2 separate regions of the Rattus norvegicus genome follow, and region 1 is linked to region 2. The links are chromatin contacts, called in public Hi-C maps. All regions are on one chromosome and are shown on one strand. The core of a region is the stretch at or near the end of the contact, and the rest is flanking DNA. Distances in the headings are between cores, read along the strand shown.

Region 1 (6,624 bases), core at 3,828-6,327, 39 kb after region 2:
GATCTGGCTTAAAAGCAAGTGTTGGCTCTCGTCAAGATTCAGATCAAAAGCTTGTTTCTCTTCCAACCTCAAGATCTGGATCATAGGTGTGCCCTCCATTTCTGGATTGGTAGCTCGTTCCAGATGGGGTCCAGATGACAACCAGGAATATCCACTGCAAACATTAAATATAAATCATAGAGTTGGAAGCTAGACCTGGCTCTCCGCTTCGGTACACTGCATTCCTCTTCCTTCTTTCTTCCCTTTCCTTCTGCCACCTCCCTCCCCTCCACTCCCCTTCTTTCTTTCTGTGCTATTTAGACAGAATTGCACTATAAAATCCAAGCTGGCCTCAAACTTGTCATCCACCCACCTTAGACTCCCCAGTGCTGGATTTATAGGCATTTGGTGGGGGTGGGGCAGCTTTTTGTGTTTTCAGTTTTCAGCCCTGGATTAGGCAGAGGGTGTCCTTATCTATATTTTTCTATTAACTCAGCAATTTTCCATACTCTTGTAACTGCTCAAACCTAAATTTAAATGAGACCAAATCCTTGTCTTAAATGAAGGCATAAGGACACGTTCTGGTCTTCTTATTAAAATTAAGCTTGGCAATGGAGGGAGAAGATACATGAAGAAAGTTTAACTTACCCTCTGGTCCCTGCATTTACCCAGTTCCCTTTAATTTCCTGCCCTAGGGAGCCTTTGTTACTACAGCCACACTAGCTGGGGTTGGGTGGAACAATTCTCTTTAATATGCTACAGTTTGTGGAGAGGGTAAAATACTGTTTTACATTTCTGAAAGCATACCTCATGGAAAAATGACACACTTATGTGAGAGGGATGCGGAATGTGTGGCAAGAAGAGAAACCGGTCAGAGGAGCTAACGCAGCCGAGACATTGGGCTGTCTGGTGTTATTTCCATAATCTCCGAATCACCAGGTTCTACCACATTCCAGGCTCTCCACACACTCTTTCCTGTCTTCTCAGTTTTGGCCTTGCTCTTCCTTATCATTTCCTCATCTTTTAGACTGTACTGTGTTGTGCCTCAGTGTCCCCCCAGGCTCAGATTAGCTTGCTCTCGCACAGCCTGGTGTTCCCAGATGTGCCTGCTGATCACCCCTTTCCCTGGACTGGGTTAGCTTGTCCCTTCACAGTCTGGGGTTCCCAGGTGTTCCTGCTCATCACTCTTGTCTGCTGTTTACCCATTTAGGTCACAGTAGTGATGGGGAGTTTTGTCTTTTTCAGTAGTGTTATCAGCACCTCGGACAGCGCCAAACACACAGTGGGCTCTCAACAAATACTTCCGGACGATACAATGTGTTACAACAAGAGGAGTCAGATTTCTGACATTACTATAGGGCTCTTCTTTCTTCATAAGCATCGAGGATTAGAACTGGGGAGAAGGAGGAGGAGAAAAAGGAGGGGGATAAAGTAGAAGGGGGGGAGGAGAAACAGAAGATGAAGAAGAAACAGAAGATGAAGAAACAGAAGAAGCAGAAGCAGAAGCAGAAGCAGAAGAAGCAGAAGCAGAAGCAGAAGCAGAAGCAGAAGAAGCAGAAGCAGAAGTAGCAGAAGCAGAAGCAGCAGAAGCAGGAGCAGGAGCAGGAGCAGGAGCAGGAGAAAAAGAAGGAGGAGAAGAAGAAGAAGAAAGAAGAAGAAGAAGAAGAAGGAGAAGGAGAAGGAGAAGGAGAAGGAGAAGGAGAAGGAGAAGGAGAAGGAGAAGGAGAAGGAGAAGGAGAAGGAGAAGGAGAAGGAGAAGGAGAAGGAGACGAAGAAGCAGCAGCACCTGAAAGATTTCCTTCAGAGGCACAGATACTCTATTAGCCAGGTCCAGGAAACGGAAGGAGCACTTTCTCAGTATAGCAGTCAATACAGATGGAGTAGGGCGTAGACTGGAATGTGTGAGTGTGGCAGAGAGTCAGGGTCTAGCAGAGTGTGCTGTTGTTCCTGGTTAAAAACGGGAAACTCCATTTTTCCTTTGTTCTCTTCTTTCTCTAGTGAGTTGTTTCAATGTCAAAGGTGCCACATGAAATTACTTGAGCTAAGTTAAGTGTGACTTCTTTGCTATTAGCAAGTGACATTTGACTTGGAGAAAGGGCCACCTCTTTTTGAGCTATTTCTGTGGATGGGTGTAGAGATTACAGCCTTGAAAAAAAAGAATTACATTTCCATTATAGATATGAAACACTGCTCAGAGGGACTAGTTAATTTTGTAAAACTAATGAACTAAAAGGCATTTATTCATCCCTTTCACAAATATTTACTGGCAGTAAAATGTTTTTCACTATGCCTTTTTTTTTTTTGGTGGGAACACAAATCTGTGTAGGCAAGAATACTGAATTAAGTGGATTCTTCCAGCGTAAATGGGAAACAGCCTCGTTTTTCCAATTCACAAGTGCCTTGCTTTGGCTGGGGAGATGGGTCCATCGGTAAAGTGTTTTCCATGCAAGTTCTGATCTCTAGTTTCCATGCAGAAGCTGGGCATAGTGGTGTGCATTAGGACCAGGGATACAGACAGTTGGATCCTGGAGCTGCCAGCCAGCCAGTCTATCTGAATTAGCAGGCTCCAAAGAAGTGAGAGGGAGCAACTTCAGAAGATATATGATGTCAACCTCTGGCCTGTATGTATGTATGTGCATACAGGTCAAACACAGACTCACATATGTTGTCATACACACATGAACGTATAGGACTTCAGTTCCTTCTTTATTAGAAATTTAATATCTCCTCTCTATTTAAAATTTTTTTAGATTTATGTATTTTATGTGTATGAGAGTTTTGCCTGCCTATATGTGTGTGTACCACATTCATGTGTGTTACCCCTGGAGGTGAGAAGCAGATGTCAAGATCTCTTGGAGCTGGAGTAACAGGTGAATATGACCACACTGTATGGGTTCAGGGACCTAAACTCCAGTCCTCGACAAGAGCAACAAGCACCCTAAACTGCTGAGCCATCTCTCCTGCCCTTGGTTTTTTGTTTTTTGTTTTCTACTAAATCACTGAATTACCAGTTGCTGGAGCCATACTTAGGATGTGGTGAACACCTATGAGATAATTTACAGCAAGTGAGAGAGTTGAGGACTGTGAATCATTTACTGTTCAGTACTAACAGAACTTGACAGCTTTAGTTGTTTTCTTATGCGATGAGTATTTCATGAAGTGCTAATTATGAAAGACATCAAGGATCAAACTCCGGAGTGCTGATCTATGGAGCATTGGACATGAGTTCTAAGGGGTCTGGGAGTTTGTTCTCTAAGCCTTTCCCACAATTAGTGAGGAATAGGGTGAAGGTGATGTTTTAAAAACGTAGGTTGGGGAGGAGGCTCCATAGATGAAGTACTTGCTGTGCTGTGAGGACCTGGGTTTGAACCCCTATAACAGCCAAAGAAGTCTACTGCTGGGGAGACAGAGGTAGGAGGTTCTCTGGAGTGAGCTCCAAATTCAGTGAGAGACTTGGGGGAGAGAGAGATAGTAGGGTAGAGGGGGAGAGAGAGAGAGAGAGAGAGAGAGAGAGAGAGAGAGAGAGAGAGAGAGAGAGAGAGAGAGAGAGAACGTCAGGTAAAGATGTTGCAAGCGTTGTATGAATGAATTCCAGACTGGTTGGAAGAATTAAGACACACAAGAGTGGGAAGAGCTTAGAGCAAATCAGACTGGAGCAGCTATCCAAAATCCCAGAAGGCCAGAGAAAATGCCAGACAGCAGACTGATGAGAAATAAGCCAGGAAAAGTGCTGGCCCTCAAAGAGACAGATGGTAACAGGAAGTGCTCAGAGAGCTGTGGCCGTGATAAAAATCACACACTAGGAAATCACCTACTTGTAATTTGAAGCTTTGCAGAGAAATTAAACCTCTCTGCTAGTCAGGCAAGGAAGGACGGCAACAAGGCAGCGGAATATTAAGTACCAGTGTGGTTCTTCCTCAGTGCCTGAAGAAAGAAACGTGGTCTGGATCAGTCCATTAGCATTGGAAGTTTTTTCTTAGAGATTGTGACCAAGATTGTATGGTGTGCTGTACATAAAAGCGATCGGATTTGCATAAAATGTGCTCCTTAAACATCTTCATGCAGTACAGCATCCTCCTTGACATCTAAGGTAGAAATAGTAGGTCTCTCACCATCGGAATAAATGTTTTACACATTCATGGTTGTTTTTTCTACCTTATCCCATTCATCCTCAGAAAGGTATGCTAGAATAGAATGTAGGAAATGCTAGTCATAGTTGCTTGCCCCTTTAATCATGAGGCAGATTTCTTTCTCAATTATTTTGAGTGAAAATATACTAAAGTATGAATTTGGAAAAGTGAAGATATTTTCCATTTTTCTTCTTTTTAAAAATTATATCAGGCTTGCTAGTGTGGCAATGCAGCTCGGTCACACCTATGCAAATAATAATTTGATTGCTACCGTGGATGAATTCTTTTACACCTCTCCAGCACACAATTGCTTTTGAGACAGGGCCTTGCTATGTAACTTAGATTGAATTTGAGGTCAATATGTAGTTCAAACTTGCCTCACACGTCCTGCCTCACACTTCCTGCCTGGGTTGCCCAAGGACTGAGGTTGCAGGCCTCAGCATACCTGACATATTTTTAACATGCAGAAGATCAAAAGGAGTTCCTCTGGATGGAATGCAGTGGCCTTCTGTCACCCTGTGCTTGTAGGTGTGGGTGCCTTGGTACCCACACCTACAACAGGCCTCCCTCCACCACCACGGAGCAGCAAGAACAGAGCCCCCACGGGCTGTAGCTCAGATGCTGTCTAAATGCCAGCCATCTGGCACTTCTCTGGGCTCCACACTTTCTGCCATTCCCACGCATTTGCAGGTTACCCTGCAGCTGTTTCTGTTGTTAACTTGTCTATCCTTGGTTTGTTTTATGGATTCAACAAGGCACTTTGAGGGTCTGGGAAGAAGGCTCCCTTGCCTGGCTTCCCAGGCAAGGACTTGGAGACTCCACTGCTGAACTTCATGTCCTTATCTTTGATCTGCTTTCTCTTCCCACTTAATATTCTGTCTGAAGTGGGGCCCACTCTGTAACTGGGCGAGCCGCTTCCTAGGACCATAGTCTCATCCCTAAAACCATCCGGACTTCTGCGCCCTACATGCTATTTCCCCCAATTTATTATTTCCACATTCTTGTTTCTAACCTAGTTCACTACTTTTGTTTTCTTCTGTAGTTCTGTAACAGGTTTATCTAGCTCAGCCCCCTCACAAGCCATTCTCCACTGAATACTAAAAAAGTGGGGCGAGTTAGCTTGGGAAATTGTACTAAATACCCTACTTGAGGATTCAAAGTACACATTAGCATAAGAAAAGATCTGAGAACGGTTTAAGTGAAAGGGGAAAGAACGTTTGAAGTCGATTTTAGTGATTCCAAGAGCATCAGGACTAAGAGGTTCCTTGTGTGGAGGAAGACACTTTCCTCCGGGGACTTTGATTTTCCTCTTCAACCTCAGCTGGAGGTTGGCCCCTCCACTTTGTTATTTGATACGAGGAGTTTTGCAATTTATTTATTCAGGTCATTTTTTTTGTTCTGATTGTTTACCACATATATTTTAATCATGACTCACCTCTAAAGAGGAACTTTTCCATCTCTTTTATATTATAAAAGCGGTCAGGTTCATTCATTTTTATATTCAAACTGAAAAAAAACAACTGAAGCTGTGACATTGTTTTTGAGTATTGTTCTTTCAAGATGTCATTACCACTGTTTATAAGGGTATTTTAATTTTTTTCTTTGACTTTGTTTGGAGACAGGGTCTCACTATGGAGCCCTGGCTAGCCTGGGTCATATTGATCTCACACTCCTAGAAATCTGTCTACCTCTGTCTCGAGAGTGCTGGGATTAAAGGCAAGCACCTCATATTGGTGTACGTGTGGTCGCCACCTACAGAGTAGATGGCAAAATCTGACTCCTGAAAGCTCTCCTCTGGTTTCCACATGTCCTGGGTCTCTTATAGGCCCTCTTCCCAACTAAACAAATTATAAAGAAATTTATAACATTAAAATGTCTAACTATTTTTTCTTTCATATTGTCTTTTTCTTTTTTGAGATAGGGTCTTAGTCTGTAGCCCTGGCTGGCCTGGAACCCACCGTGTAGACCCAGCAGGCTGTTATCTCACAGAGATCTGCTTGCCTCTTCCTCTGGAGTGCTAGCATGTAGGCCTCTTCATGAGAATCTTGAAGATGGCAGCGGTAAGCTTTTGCAGAAAAGGTTCTGCATATTCGGAGATCTCTCAAATGCTCAGCCAAAAGTCAGTGTGGACCAGATCTTCCTGCCTCTGCCTCCCGGGTGCTGAGGTTAGTGGTGGCCCTCATGTTTGGCCCCAGGATGTCGGGCGTTCCTCTCAGCACTTTGTTTGGACGCTGGCCCTTTCCAGAGAGTCTGGATGCTCTGCATATTGTGCTGATTGACAGATGAACTACACAAAGACTCAGAAAGGTGTCCTCTGGAGAATGTTAGTGCAGCATTTTCCTGCATCTTTCAGCTTCAGTACTGTTGCCAATCCAAGTTCTACAAAGTAGTCCCATGAAAAGCATGAGGAAAAACCGCTACAGTTTTAAAACTATGAAGCTTAAATAGACAACGCAAAATGTAAAAACCGTAACCAGTCACGACAGAGTCATCTTGAGCCTTTGTTTTTCCCTTG
Region 2 (6,183 bases), core at 436-2,935:
CTGGAGCTGGAGACGCAGACGCTGTGATCCCCTGGTTGTGGGGGCTGGGAATTGAACTCAGGTGCTCTGTAAGAGTATTGTGTGCTCTTTACTGTGACGCCGTTTCTCCAACCCCTGAAACAGTAATATTAATTTTATTTTTAAAATTCTCAACGTGAGCCGAATGCCTACAGTTGCTGCCCTTTTTGGTTTACGTTTGTTCCCTGAACGTGTGACAGATAATTTTTAGATGCCTCCTTCACCCAGTGCCAGCAATATTTCGTGCCTTAACTATAGCAGTCTGGTTCTCAAGGGGTGGGAGTGGCCTGGGTGGGTGGGGTGTGGGCAGCCATGACTGCCACAGGTCGGCTTCTGAGGGCAGTGGGCCTTCTGAGAACCACAGAGGCCACCCAACCTGTTGTCCTGCTAACATCACTTTCTTTCTTTTTTTCCCCCCCCCCCGGAGCTGGGGACCGAACCCAGGGTCTTGCGCATGCTAGGCAAGCGCTCTACCACTGAGCTAAATCCCCAACCCCTGACATCACTTTCTAAGCAACTGGGTTCCCTTTGCCCTCTAGCTGCATCTGAGACCAAGGAGTCAGAAAGAGAAGGTGCTTCCACGGTTTCAAACTTCAGTATAAAAGAAAAAAAAACCTAATGAAATTATTTATAGACCTGGATTCCTTTCTAGGTGACAGGTTTTATTCAGGACAGGGTATTATTAGATAGTGGAGAAAGAGGCATCTGGGGAAAAATGTCCCACATGAAACCTTCCCCTGCTGGTGTGCTGATCTTTTTTTTTTTTTTTTTTTTTTTGGTGGCCACGCTCAATGGATTATTTGTTCAGATCCATACTGGTGTTACATCCAATGGCAACTGTTGTAGAGTAACATCTGCTGCAGATGTTGCTCCAAAAGTACAGACCCTGCCCAAGGGTGGTCATTTAAGCCCACGATTTTATACCCTTGCAGTCACTTTGTGAAAGGGAAGACAATATCATTTATCTGCATCGGTTTTTCCTCCATCACAGGATTGAATCATACTGCCAAACGAAATCCTTTGTCTAACGCATGAACAGAGTCTCGTTGGTGTTTCTCAGAGTGTCACAGAAGATGAGTGGTATTGGTCTTGCTTGCTTACCTCATTTCTCTCTCTTTCCCCCTAGAAGGATTCCGGAGTATGTCTGAATACAGTTAAAAGCGCTCTCTGTAAATGGGTAGAAAGCAGAATCAAATCAAAATACAGTGTTCTGGTTTCTAGCCAGACCTTGCTGTAAGATGAAGCCACAACCCTTAAGTTTCCACTATTGCAGCAGTAATGTCCGAGAAAGAAGGCAAGCTGTGGGTTGCTTCTCACCCCCACCCCACATTCTGATGCCTCTAGGTGGAAATCAAAAGGCTCTGCTAGTAACCCAAGAATGTGTTTTCTACAAGGGTGATCCTGGTCGTGGTTCCCTCTCATTCACAATAACCCTCCTAAGCCAAGGTCTTAGCTGTCATTCCACCTGCGTGGTCCCTGGCGCCATTTGGCTTTTGACGTGGGTCTGAGCCAAGGAATAAAGCCAGCATCCCTGGCGGTTGTTCCGCCTGTGCCGGGCCTCCTGCCTCCTGCTCCCCGGGGCGGGTAGTGCAGCGCGCAGAGCCGTCGCGTCGCCACTGTCCTCTGGGTGGCCCCAGCGCGCACCGTTCATTGAGCCGTGGAAGGTGAGACGAGAGGAGGCTGGTGCTGAGCTCGCCAACTCCACCCGGGCCCGGGCAGACAAAAGAGACCGGCGGTACAGCTCGCGGGGACGCGATGGCCGGGCGCGGAGGACGGGTGCTGCTGGCGCTGTGTGCCGCGCTGGTGGCCGGCGGGTGGCTGTTAGCGGCTGAAGCCCAGGAGCCCGGGGCGCCAGCGGCTGGCATGCGGCGGCGCCGGCGGCTGCAGCAGGAGGACGGCATCTCCTTCGAGTACCACCGCTATCCCGAGCTGCGCGAGGCGCTGGTGTCGGTATGGCTGCAGTGCACCGCCATCAGCAGGATCTACACGGTGGGGCGCAGCTTCGAGGGCCGGGAGCTCCTGGTCATCGAGCTGTCTGACAACCCCGGGGTCCATGAGCCCGGTAAGTGCGCTGCGGGGACGGGAAGGAGGAGAGGTGGGCCCCGAGTTGCTGCCGGGTGAAGGATGCCTGGATGGGAAGTGGGAAGGAAACGAACGTCAGCCTCTCCATCGTTCACATCTTCGACCCGTTTTTTGTGAACATAGGCGGGGACTGGGGGGGGCTGGAGGCATGGGGACAGGAATACAGACAAATCCCAGAGCTGAGTTCCCGGGTGCTCACCCTCACAGATGGGTCAAACTCTAAACAGAATAGAATTATGAGTTCTCAGAAGGCAAACACCTTCCCGGTAGACACCAGTGAAAAATAAGGTGCAGAAGGCGGGGTCTCAGAGGAGCAGGGAGAGTCTTCTATCATTTGAGAATTTCCAAAGGACCAGCTTATTGGGCGCTGCAGGCTCTGCGTACCCACCTCTGCGTTTGTGTGAGCGTTAGGTGCACTCTCGACTGGGGATGCTGGCGAATTTCAAAAAGGATATTGATGATCTAGATGTTGTGTGGGGTGCATACATGTAGATCTTCCTACCAGGGTAGAAAAGGTTTCTAACAGGCTTACAGACCATGCCTCGCCTTACTAAGGGAAAATAACAGCCCCCCCCGACTCCCCACCCCCCGCTTTGACCACTCTAAGATGAGTAGTGCATGATCACGTTTTATCTCCAGCAACCATCGGGTTAGGCATTTTCTGTCAGAGTACGTTAAAGCACGTTTTAATTTGTGTTAAAGGCTTGGTATTAAAAGGATATTTTAAGCAATGTTTTGGGACCCTTTGGGTTATGTTTATGCTGTTTAGAAAGCATTTAGGCCTGGCCTTTCTGTTGGTAATAAAGGCCTTGCTAAAGCACCCAAATCAGTATGGAATGATTTTATTTCTTTAACGACGAAGAAAACATAAAACCCAGGCTAAAAATTCTCAATGCAGGACATGAAAAGTCTCCCTTCCTTTATCTCTCCCTCCCCTCATCCCCCCTTTTTCTTCCTCCCTGGGTTTCTTGTCCATTAGATTGGCCTTGAATTTGAAATATTGTCCTGGCTGGCCTCGAACTCCTGATCATTCAGCTTCTGAATCCTAAAGCTGGGATTGTGGATGTTTCCCACCATTCCCGAATTTTTCCTATCTCCTTTTTATTTTTATTTATTTATTTATTATTATTTTTTATATTTGCTGTGGTGGGATGCAATCCATGAAGACTGAGTAGCCCCTGTCACTGAGCCATGTGGTCATTCGTCTGCCTGCACAGTTTTCCCAGCATAAGAACCAACAGGGGAAGGGACAACATAGGTGCTGATAGAGAGACTTTGATCTTAAACCATGGAGTGTATGGATTGAGAAGTCCTCCGAAAACCTTTCTTGCCTATGGCTAAGGTAAATGAGAGGGTGCGAATGAATTTGCTAAGGGCTCAGTACTAGGGTGGAAACGTTAGAACCAGGTTCGAGAAAACATTCACGAAGAGTTCCAGCCTCCTCATGTGAAGCAGAACCCTGATGGCTAGTGTTTGTGCAGCTATGGGGAATAAGGAAGGGAGGTCTACAGGGAGACTCATTTTTAGCCAAGTCACACAACAAGCCGGCCACTCCTGACAGTTAAGCTTCTGTGACTCTGCCTCTCAATCTCAGCCCTTTGTTCTGCTTGTTATTAGAGGCTTCTGGTGGGCTTTTTGAATTATTTAAAGAGATGATATGAAAGCCATGGTTTAACATTATGTCCTCTTGTTTCAAATGTATAGATAAATTGACAGTATTTCAAGAATATGATATGTTCTGAAAATGAAAACAAAATTTTGGTGGAGTAGCTGGAGCACAGACCTGCAAATCTGGCTGAAAAGTGATCACTTTTTAAAAAGTCTTTCAAATTCCTTTTAGGATAAACAGATTAAAAAGCCTATCTGTACCTCTTCTGTGGTAGAAATGGGTGCATTCAATGTTATTGTCTTTGTCATTTTAAAATCCTATACCTTCAGGATGAGCAAGGTTCTAGACGTCTACACAGGTTGTTCCTGCCCCCGGGGAGATGGTGAATGGCAAATCTGACACAAAGGTTACGGGACAATCGGTGTCTGTGCCAACACTTGGAAAAGCATCCTAGGAACTCTCAGGTCCAGGGGTCGGAGAGTGCCTCACAAAGGGCAGGAAAGGCACAAATTCTGAGAATCACCATCTCTAATGTCCCTCAGACCCCTTTGAAGGAGACTACTTACCTTAACCAATTTCATTGCTGAAATATCTTTGGGATTTGTTTGTGAAACCTTTATTATTTATTTATCTGTATGTGTACATGCTTGAGTGTATGCACGTCATGGTGCATGGAAGTCAGAGGTCAACTTCCAGAAGTTGACTCTCTCCTCCACCCTATCGGTCCTTGAAATAAAAGCCAGGCTGTCAGGTCGACAAGTACCTTCACTCACGGTCTCTGGATTCTGCTTCGAATTCAATGACTTGATTGAAAATTTCCACGGAAATTTTTTATATCCATTTTGTTTTCCGGCACGAAAGAAGAGTCAGGTTTGTTTTCTTACCCTAGGTAACTTTTTATGAACGTCCACCCAAATGCCTTGGATTGGGCAGTGGTTGAGTTGGGGAGCACCCACTTAGGGCCTTGTGCTGAACTTCAGGACAAAAAGAATTATGGTTATTTCTAAGGATTTAGTCAATGGATGTAAGAGAACCTTAACATATCCCCCAACAAGAATGGCGACAACTGAGCGGGCAGTAATGGGGGGAGGATGGGGAGGGGAACACCCATTAGAAGGGGAGAGGGAGGGGTTAGGGGGATGTTGGCCTGGAAACTGGGAAAGGGAATAACAATCGAAATGTAAATAAGAGGGGTTGGGGATTTAGCTCAGTGGTAGAGCACTTGCCTAGCAAACACAAGGCCCTGGGTTCGATCCCCAGCTCCAGAAAAAAAAAAAAAGAAATGTAAATAAGAAATACTCAAGTTAATAAAGATTAAAAAAAATGGTGACAACAACTGAAAGCTTCATTTGGTTAAATTGGCACATTCTGGACAGATACTTCTTCAAAAACAGACAGCTTTCTTTCTGGCCAGAAGGAAGCAGCCTTTGTATTTGTTTGGTACAGTCTGTGGGCTGAACTTGAACCCTCCCAAATAATTTCTTGTGTTTCCACTGTTGGAATTCATTAAAAGGGAAAGGAGGTTGGGAGACGGCTCTGGGGAGATGGTTCCATCAGTAAAGTGCTTGTCACCCAAGCGTGAAGATCTGGAGAGGATCCCTCAGAACTCACGGATGATGCTGAGCAGAACACATGTGTAAACTCAGTGCTAGCAATGCACCGAGGGGACACTTGGGGCCGGCTGGCCAGCCAATCCACCTGATCTGACAAGCCCCAGGATCAGCAAGACACCCTGTTACAGAGTTGAGTTCGAGAATGATTGAGGAAGGTACCCAATGTTGTACCCTCTCATTTACATGTTAGCAAGTAAGGAAGCACACACACACACACACACACACCACATACACACACACACACACTCCACATACACACACTCACTCACACAAACTCACGCACACACACACACACACCACACACACACTCACTCGCACACACACACACCCCACATACACACACTCACACAAACTCACGCACACACACACACACACTCACTCGCACACATACTCACACACTTACATACACACCACACATATACACACTCTCACTGACACATGCACACATACACACACACAGGAAATTCCATTTTGAATTTATCAGTAAGGGTTATCTATATATATTCTGTGATGATTCAACAGGAAACAGCTTGATTTTTGATTTGCTAAAATATGTATGAAAGAAACCTTTATTAATTTGTATCTGAGGAGTAGAATCCAAATAATCAGACCATTCTTTCCAGGGTTAAGAATCCATATGTTTGGAACAATAACTGTTTACATGTTGCTTTTGGGAATTCACCCTGACTCACAGCTGACACAACTTAAATACAGTCTTGAGAGCAAGGATTTTTCTCTCTCACAGGCTGGAGTGATTGTTTTGGACCCATTTCCCTTCAATCTGTAAAAATTTAATGTGCAGGAGTGCCAATATATATTTGCCAAATATTTTGATAAAACATTTTATGCCAACAAAATATC

The links. A called contact is a pair of places that touch in the nucleus more often than the background predicts.
Region 1: a Hi-C map of frontal cortex shows a contact between it and region 2, with 1.9 times the contacts expected there. The contact joins the enhancer-like site here to the promoter of Cpe in region 2. A contact is called at or near these places in 2 of 12 Hi-C or Micro-C datasets (frontal cortex and hepatocytes).

What each region holds. Positions count from the first base shown.
Region 1 is chr16:29,830,429-29,837,052 of GRCr8, forward strand. The region is part of intron 1 of Cpe (carboxypeptidase E); the gene reads left to right. Among named protein-coding and RNA genes, the nearest start is that of Cpe, 37 kb to the left of the region's middle. Within about 2 kb of position 5,078, at least 31 of the 93 cell types and tissues checked have an H3K27ac peak or open chromatin away from gene starts, as enhancers often do.
Region 2 is chr16:29,795,022-29,801,204 of GRCr8, forward strand. It overlaps Cpe (carboxypeptidase E), which reads left to right and starts at 1,686. Exons shown (of 9, transcript NM_013128.2): 1 at 1,686-2,080. The coding sequence starts at 1,774.